Regions from separate parts of the Gossypium hirsutum genome. Here all the other regions are linked to region 1. A link is a contact called in public Hi-C data. All regions are on one chromosome and are shown on one strand. The core of a region is the stretch at or near the end of the contact, and the rest is flanking DNA. Distances in the headings are between cores, read along the strand shown. Region 1 holds the start of LOC107897134 (succinate dehydrogenase subunit 3-1, mitochondrial). Region 2 holds the start of LOC107897138 (ER lumen protein-retaining receptor). Region 3 has its middle 22 kb from the start of LOC121208422.

Region 1 (3,285 bases), core at 432-2,931:
TATCAACATAGATATTCAACGGAGTCTGTTTGTATGACTAAGTTTCGTGTGCAAGCGACATTGAATCAAGGTTCACTGGGGCGAGATAAAACTAAAAAAGAGGATCAAAGCTAAAAGTATTTGTATTAAAATGATGTAAGTTAATTTTTAAATTTTTTGAAAAGCGTCGAAATTGCCATTGTTCCATTTAAAATAAAAGATAAAAGGAATTAAATTGACATTTTAGATTCTGTTCGAGGATGTTGAAGCCGTCAAATCTGGTTGAGTCCATTGCACTAAATTGATTTTGGAAAATGACCTGAAAATCCAAATCCAACATCTGTTATGTTTTTAGTTGATAAAATATGATAAAGTTTAATTGTTTGGATAAATCCGATTAAGCAACGAAGAGTAATTAAATTAATTAAGAAATTGAAGAGAACGATTATAAATATTTTACGTGAAATTTTTTTTCGAAGAGGATAAAAATTCACAGGCAAAGATAATTTTACTAAATCGGCAAAAACGAAGAGAATAAAGATGAAGATTAAAACTAAACCCTAAAGCCCGAAAATAAGAACATTCGAAACTTAAACACAAAATTTCCTGAAAGCTTGTAAAAGTTAATAATATTAAATAATCTACACTAATCAACATTCAAGCGGGGAACTAAAATAGTTTTTAACTGAAAGAAAGTAAACTCAGAAAATTGAGAAACACGTCGCTACATTGCGACGTGGCTTTCTTTTCGTCGTGATGAAGTATGGTCACGTCATCGGAACGAAGAGCTCCTCTTCGTTGCGACGTCACACACTATTAATGCTTAAATACGAGGCATACTCGACATTAATCAATCCTTTTACAAAATATATAAATAATCATACAACTGGTGTATAGATTAATGAATCAAATATGATGAAAAGGGATGAGTTGCCATTTTCCTATATATTTACATTTCCATAAACTCTTTAAATTTATGTAAAAAATTTGCTGAGAAAAAAATAGGGTAAATTATATCATTAGTCATTAAATTATAGGTAAGTTTTTGTTTTGGTTACTTAATTCAAAAAATGTTATAATTTGATCACTAAATTATTCGAAAGTTTTCATTTAAGTCACTAAACTATTCAAAATATTTTATTTAAGTCACTAGAGTATTAAGTTTTTTTTAAAAGTTCTGCCATAAAGCTCCAAGTGACGATTTGACGATCGAGAGGGTGGATCTGTACCTATCGATGAGTAGAAGAACATAACTTAGATCCAAGTCTATCTGGCGGTCAGTGTAGGAGATTAAAGAAAAAACTGTTTGAATTTTGGTTTGTAGATTTGTGATGTTCAAAGTTGTTTCATGAAAAAGCACTCAACAATAGAAGAGAAACGGAATAAAAGCTTTCGATTGGTATAGATAGTGCGAATAAAGAAAGCCATTTAAGATCGATTTTAATAACCCAATAATTTTAATAAAAACTTGTGAATAATTCAATGACCAACAAAGTAACAACAAACAATAATTATATTTAAGTGTTAGGTGCTTTCTAGAGAAATAAACGATTAATCATAAAACATACTCTATTCGCATGAATGGATGGTTAAAGGATAAGGTGATTGGTTTCTAAAGTTATAGGTACATAGATTTCCAAAGGTTACTTTAGGAAATGATGAATATTTGAAATAAATTATGGAATTGTTAGATTGCCACATAATTGATCCAAAATTTGTATATCATGTCAACGCCGAATCCAAATAGGCTTAAACCCTAAAACCGAACCTAAATAGGCCTAAGCCCAATAATATCTATTTATGTTTTCTTGCAGAGCAGCTTCCTCCTTCCATTATATAACCCCACCGTTTCACTCCGTGTTTCTTTTCTGCAGGCTAAGCAATTTTGAGACTCTTCCATTTAGCAATGGCTTCTTCTCTAGCTCTTAAGAGGCTCGTCTCATCCAACATCCTCCCTAACTCCTTACGCGTCGCCATCGCTCCATCCACCTCCAGACTCTTTAATACCAACGCCGCCACGCCTGATGACCACGATGATCGCCGTCGTGCTGACGGTTTCTTCTCAGGTACTTGTCCACTCATCTGTTTTTCATTTCGACTTCTTTCCCTTCTTTTTAATTTTTGATTATCTAAAATTGATGCTGATTTTGGCCCTTCCGGTTTCTATGCTGCAGATCTGCAGGGGCGGCGCCAGGGGGCCAAAAAAGGTAAATTTTCACTTTAGTTCTTACTGAAATTATAAAATTATAATTCAGTCGTTTTGCCCCCTCAAGAAAAAAATTCCTGCAGATGTGTTTGATCCTTTGTCTCCAACAAGGAGCCTGAACATGATGGATCAAGTCAAGGGGAATCGATTTCTCTCCACATCCCGTGACATTCCAGGGCTTGGGAGCGAGGCCAAAGAATCAAACCTTCGCCCGTTATCTCCTCATCTTCCTATTTATAAGCCACAACTTTCTGCGACTCTTTCAATTACCAACAGGATCTCCGGGGTTTTCCTAACTACTGCACTTTTGTTCTCTTATCTTCTTTCTCTGAAAATGGGTTCAGTTTGCTTCACCTATTCGAATTTCTACCAATTCTTCTTTTATTCAGCAAAACTTGCCCCAGTTACCGTATCAATTGCTGCATTGGCCGTTTCCTATCATCTGTGTTATGGGGTTCGTCATTTATTGGCGGATTTTTCGGGAAAGCTGAGGTGAAGAACGGTGAGGAGGAAAGGATGTGATTCAGCTTCAAATCGACTGATTTGCTGGCTTGGTAAGTTTTTATTTTGTCTGGGCCTTTCTGGGTTTAGGTAAGCACTTTGTTTGGCAAAATAAAGAATGTGTTAATGGTTTTTTTTTTTTGGAATAAATGGAACCTTGGTGTTGAGTAAAAAGAAAACCTTGTTAATGCCAAAAGCATCTTTGAACTTGTCAACATAGTGATCTTTGTTGAATTAGTGGTTTGATTCGATGGATTCTGCTAAATCTTTGATTGGGAGAGCTGTAACCATTAACCGTTCCCCTTTGAATAGTATGAGCTTTGATTCGGAGTTTAAACTGTGCTTATCATCCTCCGTAGTTAACAAACACCAAGCTTTGAATGTGTGAACTCTTTCTGAAAGTGATTGTGAACTGTGATAGGATTGACTTAAATGTAAGATTGATTAGTAAATCGAGAAGGTTACATTATAATTTATTAAATTGTTATTGTTAGAGATTTTGTTTTTCCTTTTAACAAGTTTAGTTCTTTGGATTTTTTTAGTCCCAAGTTTTCTATAAAATTATGATTATTACATTTTGATTTTTACGATGAACTTAA
Region 2 (3,385 bases), core at 797-3,296, 130 kb before region 1:
AAAATGAAGCAACACTATATGCAAATGAAAGCACGGAAGTAAGCGTCCTTTGAGGCAATATAATAAAATCATGGCAAACTTGAAAATGTATAGGATTTATAGAGCGGAGTTTACCCAAGGAGCAACACATATTGTCCTGTCAAGTTGTCAATATTTCTAGTCCTTTGCAACAATACAAGCTGAGGAAGTATGGCTACTGCTTCCAAGTATAAGGAAAATGCCCACATGACCTGCTCAACCAATATTTAGAGACAAATACCAATAGATGAAATTATAGTCTGAAAAATAATAGAGCCTGATAATCCCTCAACAAATAATTAGTATAAACACACTGTAATATAGCTTCTAAGTTGACCAGAATAAATTTAGCACACAACCTGATTGTAATATGAAGAAAGATTTCAATACCTCCAAAAAGGTGAACTTCTCATTTATAAGAAGGGCAAGCAATAGGCAAGGCAGCATAAGGAGATAATGGCGAAATGTATCCTGGTCCTTATCATAAGATCTACGAACCATCTTGTGATGTCGCATGTACCATACAATTGAGATAGAACTCCCCAGGAATATTAGCTTCATGATTGTGTTGTAGAGAGAAATATAAGTAGTGAATAAATCCAGGTAACGAGTAGTGAAGACAGTAGCATAAAGTTCCTGAGTCTTCAAGGAAATGCCTGCACAAATATAAGAAATCGCATCAAGGATAAAAGATCCAAAGCCATCAAAATCTAACTTCTTATAGTGACAACCTTGACTTCCAAAGAGTAAATGGCTATAGCCACCCATGAATACTTCTGTCATCCTATCCCATAGTTACATTTAAAAGGAAAGAAGAAAAGAAAAAGAAAACTTCCCCATAAGCCAATCAAGCAAGTCTAAAGTTAGGTAGCATTGACCCCAAATCAACTCCTCATAACAAGAGAAAAAACCAAAAACTACCTCAGCTACAGCTGTAGTTTTAGGCCTTATCATATATGGTTTATCTAGTTTGTCAAGAAATCTGAGGCCAGCAAGAATAAAAACCACAAACCTACAGTATAATTCTACATGATCTAATCTGCCTTTTGATTTCCATAAAATCTCCTAGCCAGAAGAATACTAGTACTGTTTCAAATCCCGACATATTTCTAGCTACAGATAGAAGGAAAACAAGCAAAAATAAGATGCCATCTTAGGAAGTTCAGGTTAACAAACCATGAACCCTCCCAAATCTACCTAATACAAACCCCTTGGACCTCTATCTAAATATTTTCATTAAATCCAACAACTAGCAAAAGATTCCAATGGTGGAGTGACAAATTACTTGTATTCAAGTCTTCAGTTCACGACAGTTTCCAAGTTTGATTTAATTTAAAACAAAAGTACTACATGATCATATATCCTTGCTTCTAAAACTGCAGATACACAATTTATATACATTCAAATGATTAAAAGCCCATTCAGAAAAATACAAGAATTCCTTTCCGACTAACAGGAAAAAAAAAATGTCGCATTTTCATTAAGCTACACATCCACGTTTCACAAGATTCCAGTTTGGATATCGAATGCCATGTACAACAACTCAAACAAGACAACTAATTAACAGAACCCCACATTCAATATAACCTTGAAATTCCATTTTTGTAATCTTAAAGCGGTAAATTATTCAAAAATACAAAATGAAATGCAGTGAAATGTAATGAACCCAGAAGAACATTGAAGTAAATATTTGAAAACTGGACGTACCAGCACAAGATTTGATGGTATGAATCTTGAGGAGCAAAACAAGAACACTAAATAAGTGGGTCATGTCCCCTGCTAATCTGAATATGTTCATTTTTCTCTTTTCTTTCTTCTCTAAGTTTCTTAAATTCAAAAAAAATTGAAAAAGAATGTAGGATAATGGTTTTTGTTTTTTGTTTTTTTTCTTCTGTCAGGGTAAGGTTCTTTCTGAGACGAAAATTTTAGTAGATCTGCGATAGAAACATCTAATTTCTTAAGTTTTGTTTGTTTTCAGGGAATAATTTATTGCTTTGGCTTCCGAGAACACGGGAGAGAAAAATATGAGTTCATCACACCAAACAAATTTTGAATTGGTTACTAAACTTTAAAACCTTTTTAATACATCTCTAAATTATATATATTATATCAATCAGATCCTTTAATTATTAAAACTGTTATTTTAACCATTAAATAACATGTAAATTTTTTCATATGACATAAGATTATATCACAAAAGATCTTACAAAATTAACAATTTTAATAATGAAAGAACTCGATTGATAGATAGTTTAAAGATGTATTTAGAATGTTCTAAAGTTTGGAGATCAATTTTGAAAGAAGGTCAGAGTTTGAGGATTTCGGTGCAATTAACTCAAAAAATAAACATTTGGGAAAACGAAACATATCTACTAGATGGGCTGGGTTTCATTTTCAGTTTGTATGTGTAAGGAAATTCCAGGATAGTTCCTAGATTTGAAGCTTTTGGGCCTCCACACACTCAAAATGACTTGGATTTACTTGTAGAGACTCAAGGGTGATGCTCTAATCTGCTTAAACAGTTTCATGTTTTAGTAAAACTCAATTTCCAGCTAAATTTGAACTTTTTTTTTAGTAACAATTTCATTATAACTTCTATCCACATCTATTTTATAATTACGCATAACATATGCTTAAAAATGAAATGGAATTGTTGATAAAAAATATTAGGGTAAATTGTCAAAATAGTCACTTTTATTTATCTTAGGTTACATTTTAGTCACTTATTTTTGAAATGTTACGATTTAGTCACCTACGTTATTGTGTTGTAACATTTTAGTCACTAAGCATTAATTGTCATTAACGGTGTAACAAAAATCTGACGTGGCACGTTAAATAATCATTTCAAACGAAAATTTTAGGTTAAATTATACAATTGGTCCCTATATTTTTTTTTCATTTTGAGTAATTTAATTTCTTCTTTTATGTTCTTTGAATTTTTTTCTTTATTTTTTTCATTCTCTTCTCATTCTTCTTCTGTTTTTCTCCATTTTTCATTTCTTTTAACGTAATTTTTTATCCCTTCTTCATTTCTTTCAACGTAATTTTTCTATATTTTTCATTTGTTAAAACTACTCTCTATATTTTTATTTTTTTGAACAATTTAATTTTTTTCTTTTTAGTTCTTTATTTTCCTTTTCTTCTTCCCCTTTATTTTTCTCTCTTCTCATATTCTTTACTACAGAAACGTAATCTTTACCCACCAAATAAATCAAGTCCTTATTTCTTTCACATGATTCCTAAATTGAATTTCATTAAAAATTGATTATCAATCATTCTTAATCAAATCTTGATTTGAATATAACCCAATATTGAAACTAAAATTGGATCCAACTAATCAATATAAAAACAATATCCTTAATCAAAT
Region 3 (2,976 bases), core at 242-2,741, 180 kb after region 1:
CAAAATACTTATACATGTTAACATTTTCATTTCCATACATGATAACCTAATTCAAGTATGAACTAAAACATGTCACAAGTAACCATTTTCAAGATATCATCATCATGCCAAGATAACCTTATAAACAAGCACTTTAAATTAACCAAACCAACATAGCTTTCCAAAGCTTATACATGCCAGAACACCATTAACACATACACCATAATACCATTACAAGCAGCCTATACATGCCATTATAAACCTTAGCCAAATTATTCAAAAACTATCGAATTATCTATTGGATAGTGTGATAGGTCTTCGACGAACTTCCAACAGATCGAGCTTCACCTATAAAATAAAGAAAAATAACTATGTAAGCAATGAATGCTTAGTAAGCTCGTATAAGTACATTAAAACTTTATTTGGATCATGATGGGCATCCACTTAATAAAATATTCATAAAAGTATTAAAATATTATGATTAAAAGATAGCATTTAAAATCCATCAAAAATCATTGATTTTTTAAGTAATGGTAAAATTGTCATTAAGCCTTTTCCATCAAAATAAAAATCGAATACTTGCACTTTAGTTCCTATACTTTCCCAACTTATTTAATTTAATCCCTAAACTCAATAGCAAATTTTTAACTTAACCACATGCTCCTACTAATAATTCATTATGTTTTCATGTTTGACAGCTTCTCTAAAAATGATCATAATTTATTATACTATTATTTATTTATAGATTACTTATTTAAGGACTTCTACCAAAAATATTCTACTTCTCTCTCTTTTTAAAGTGAGGATGTTACAGTTGAGGTGGTCAGTCACCCTGTGACCAGCAGAATTAAATAAGGTGAAAGATGATTCGGGTGATTATTAAATAAAAAGGCCAAATGGTGTAAGGCAGAGTGCCATCCACAAATGTCCTCTATATATCCCCTCATGATGCTCTGTCCACATTAGATAAAGGTATAACAATTGTAAATAGGCTATAAAATGATGTAGCTTGAAACAATCTGCATATGATGGCGATAGGTGAAGCACAATAATCGACGGATTATTGAATGAATTTTAGCTGAGATTGTATTTCATTTCAAATTTTCAACCACCACTGATGGGTCTTAATTTCGATGTCATTATTGTTGTGAATTGGGAGCTCATGAAGTATAGCTTTGATAGATCGGGTCTTGGAATATTTTATTTCCATATATAAATATTCTATTTAACATAAAATCTGGGCCAATTTCCACTAAAATAAAATCTTGGTTGTACCGTTCTGGGTGCTGTCCTGTCTGTAATTGGTGATAAGTTTCCTGAAGATTTAGAGAAATTTAATAGGTTATAACTAATTTTAAATTTAATTTTTATTATTTTTCAAATTTCAAAATTCAATTAGAAATCCAAAATATAAAAGAATTCTAAAAAGTAAAAGTTGTGGTATACAATATATTTTAAGCAAAGAAATATTATCCTTTTGGTTTTGGTGGCGAACAATCTATTGTAGATTTTGGGCTTTAGTGAAATAGCTTAAGGCCGAATTATTCATGGTCATGTTCAAGGTGTTGAGCCCAGTAATGGCGGCTAATCCAATTAACAAGCTGTGTTTTTAGCAAATAATATTCTTCCTACTTCAATTTCCACAGCCATGTAAATGGGTAATCTCAAGCCTCTAGTTTCATATCTATCTAAGTCAATTTAACTCTTGTAAAATAAGAATTCTTAATAGAAATTCTCTTGCCATAAGAAAGTAATGCACACCACTTGTTTGAGTAAATACACTCAATATATTTTATAAATCAAAGAATAGGATACAGTAGATGATTACAAATGAGGGGAGGCTCTCTATTTATAATTGAACTCCCCCAAATCTAACTGTACAACTAGTTTTATATCAACAGACGAGATCAAAGCCTATCTATATTTAAGGGATTTACATATTTATCTAAAGATTACATAATCAAATCTTATCAGATTATAATCTCGTACAATCTTCTAAGATTACTTTCCATCTACTAAGGTAGCCTTAGTTTTTCATAAATCTTCACTGGGCTACCAAGGCTTCAAGTAGATGGACTCTGTTACTTATTTTTTTGAATCGAACCAATTGAAGGGGATCAAATGATCCCTATTTAATTGGTAGACCTTTATGGAACGCTCTTGTTGTAATGGTCACGGGCTTTGAACCGTGGTCCGTGACACTAGTCTTACCTGAGCTGTTTAAGCTTGTATTTATTTTCATTAAAACAAAAACAATCCTTTGGACAAAATTACAATCAAAGTTTTATATATACATTTGAATGATAATTAAAGTTTAATGTATATAACTACACAAAATCAAAGTTTATATATTAAAGTAGGTGTATAATTTTGATATTTATCCCTAAAAAAACAATATATTATACACTCATGTGTCAATTAGTAAGGCTTTTTGAACCTTAAATTGTGACTTATTTATCAAATATTCGTCTACTACAAAATAGTTTAGTTTAGATTTGAATGATTGAGGCTTAGTGATACAAATTATGGAATGAAGAAGAACCAGCAATGTAACATGAAAACCAAACACAAAAAATTGGTTAAAAGCTAATAAACCCGGTTCTTGAGGAAAAGAAATTATTAATAATTTTTGTTTTTGGTAATAGCTTTTTAGACTTAATAAGTGGACTGAGTTTTACAAGTATACATAGGTTGTTATTTATCTGAGAATTAAGTGGAGATGGAGACAAAGTGGATAATAGAATATAGTGAGGGATAGTCAAGCAGAATATATCACAATTGCTATAATTCCATCGACAGTCAAAATCATCTACAATCACCCAATTCCAACTATTCCTCATAATCTTGTCTCCAATCAATATGCAAAACTCAATTACAAAATATTAAAATATTTTTTATATATAAAATAATAAATATTAATATAAGAGTATTTTTTCATGTTTTAATAAAATAATATTATGTTAACTTTAAACTTTGAAATTAATTATTTCAATTAAA

The links. Hi-C and Micro-C count contacts between places; a contact is called where the count stands out from the background.
Region 2: a Hi-C map of leaf shows a contact between it and region 1, with 2.1 times the contacts expected there. The contact joins the promoter of LOC107897138 here to the promoter of LOC107897134 in region 1. A contact is called at or near these places in 2 of 34 Hi-C or Micro-C datasets (callus and leaf).
Region 3: a Hi-C map of leaf shows a contact between it and region 1, with 2.7 times the contacts expected there. The contact joins the enhancer-like site here to the promoter of LOC107897134 in region 1. A contact is called at or near these places in 2 of 34 Hi-C or Micro-C datasets (both in leaf).

Annotation. Positions count from the first base shown.
Region 1 is chrA10:70,241,256-70,244,540 of Gossypium_hirsutum_v2.1, reverse strand. It overlaps LOC107897134 (succinate dehydrogenase subunit 3-1, mitochondrial), which reads left to right and starts at 1,681. Exons shown (of 3, transcript XM_016822480.2): 1 at 1,681-2,045; 2 at 2,154-2,186; 3 at 2,269-3,023. The coding sequence starts at 1,886. The coding sequence ends at 2,681.
Region 2 is chrA10:70,373,162-70,376,546 of Gossypium_hirsutum_v2.1, reverse strand. It overlaps LOC107897138 (ER lumen protein-retaining receptor), which reads right to left and starts at 2,046. Exons shown (of 6, transcript XM_016822484.2): 1 at 1,726-2,046; 2 at 409-674; 3 at 115-230. The coding sequence starts at 1,816.
Region 3 is chrA10:70,062,521-70,065,496 of Gossypium_hirsutum_v2.1, reverse strand. No RefSeq gene overlaps it. Among protein-coding and RNA genes, the nearest start is that of LOC121208422, 22 kb to the right of the region's middle. Within about 2 kb of position 1,491, at least 3 of the 9 cell types and tissues checked have an H3K27ac peak or open chromatin away from gene starts, as enhancers often do. A contact at or near this core is called in leaf, where this site is marked.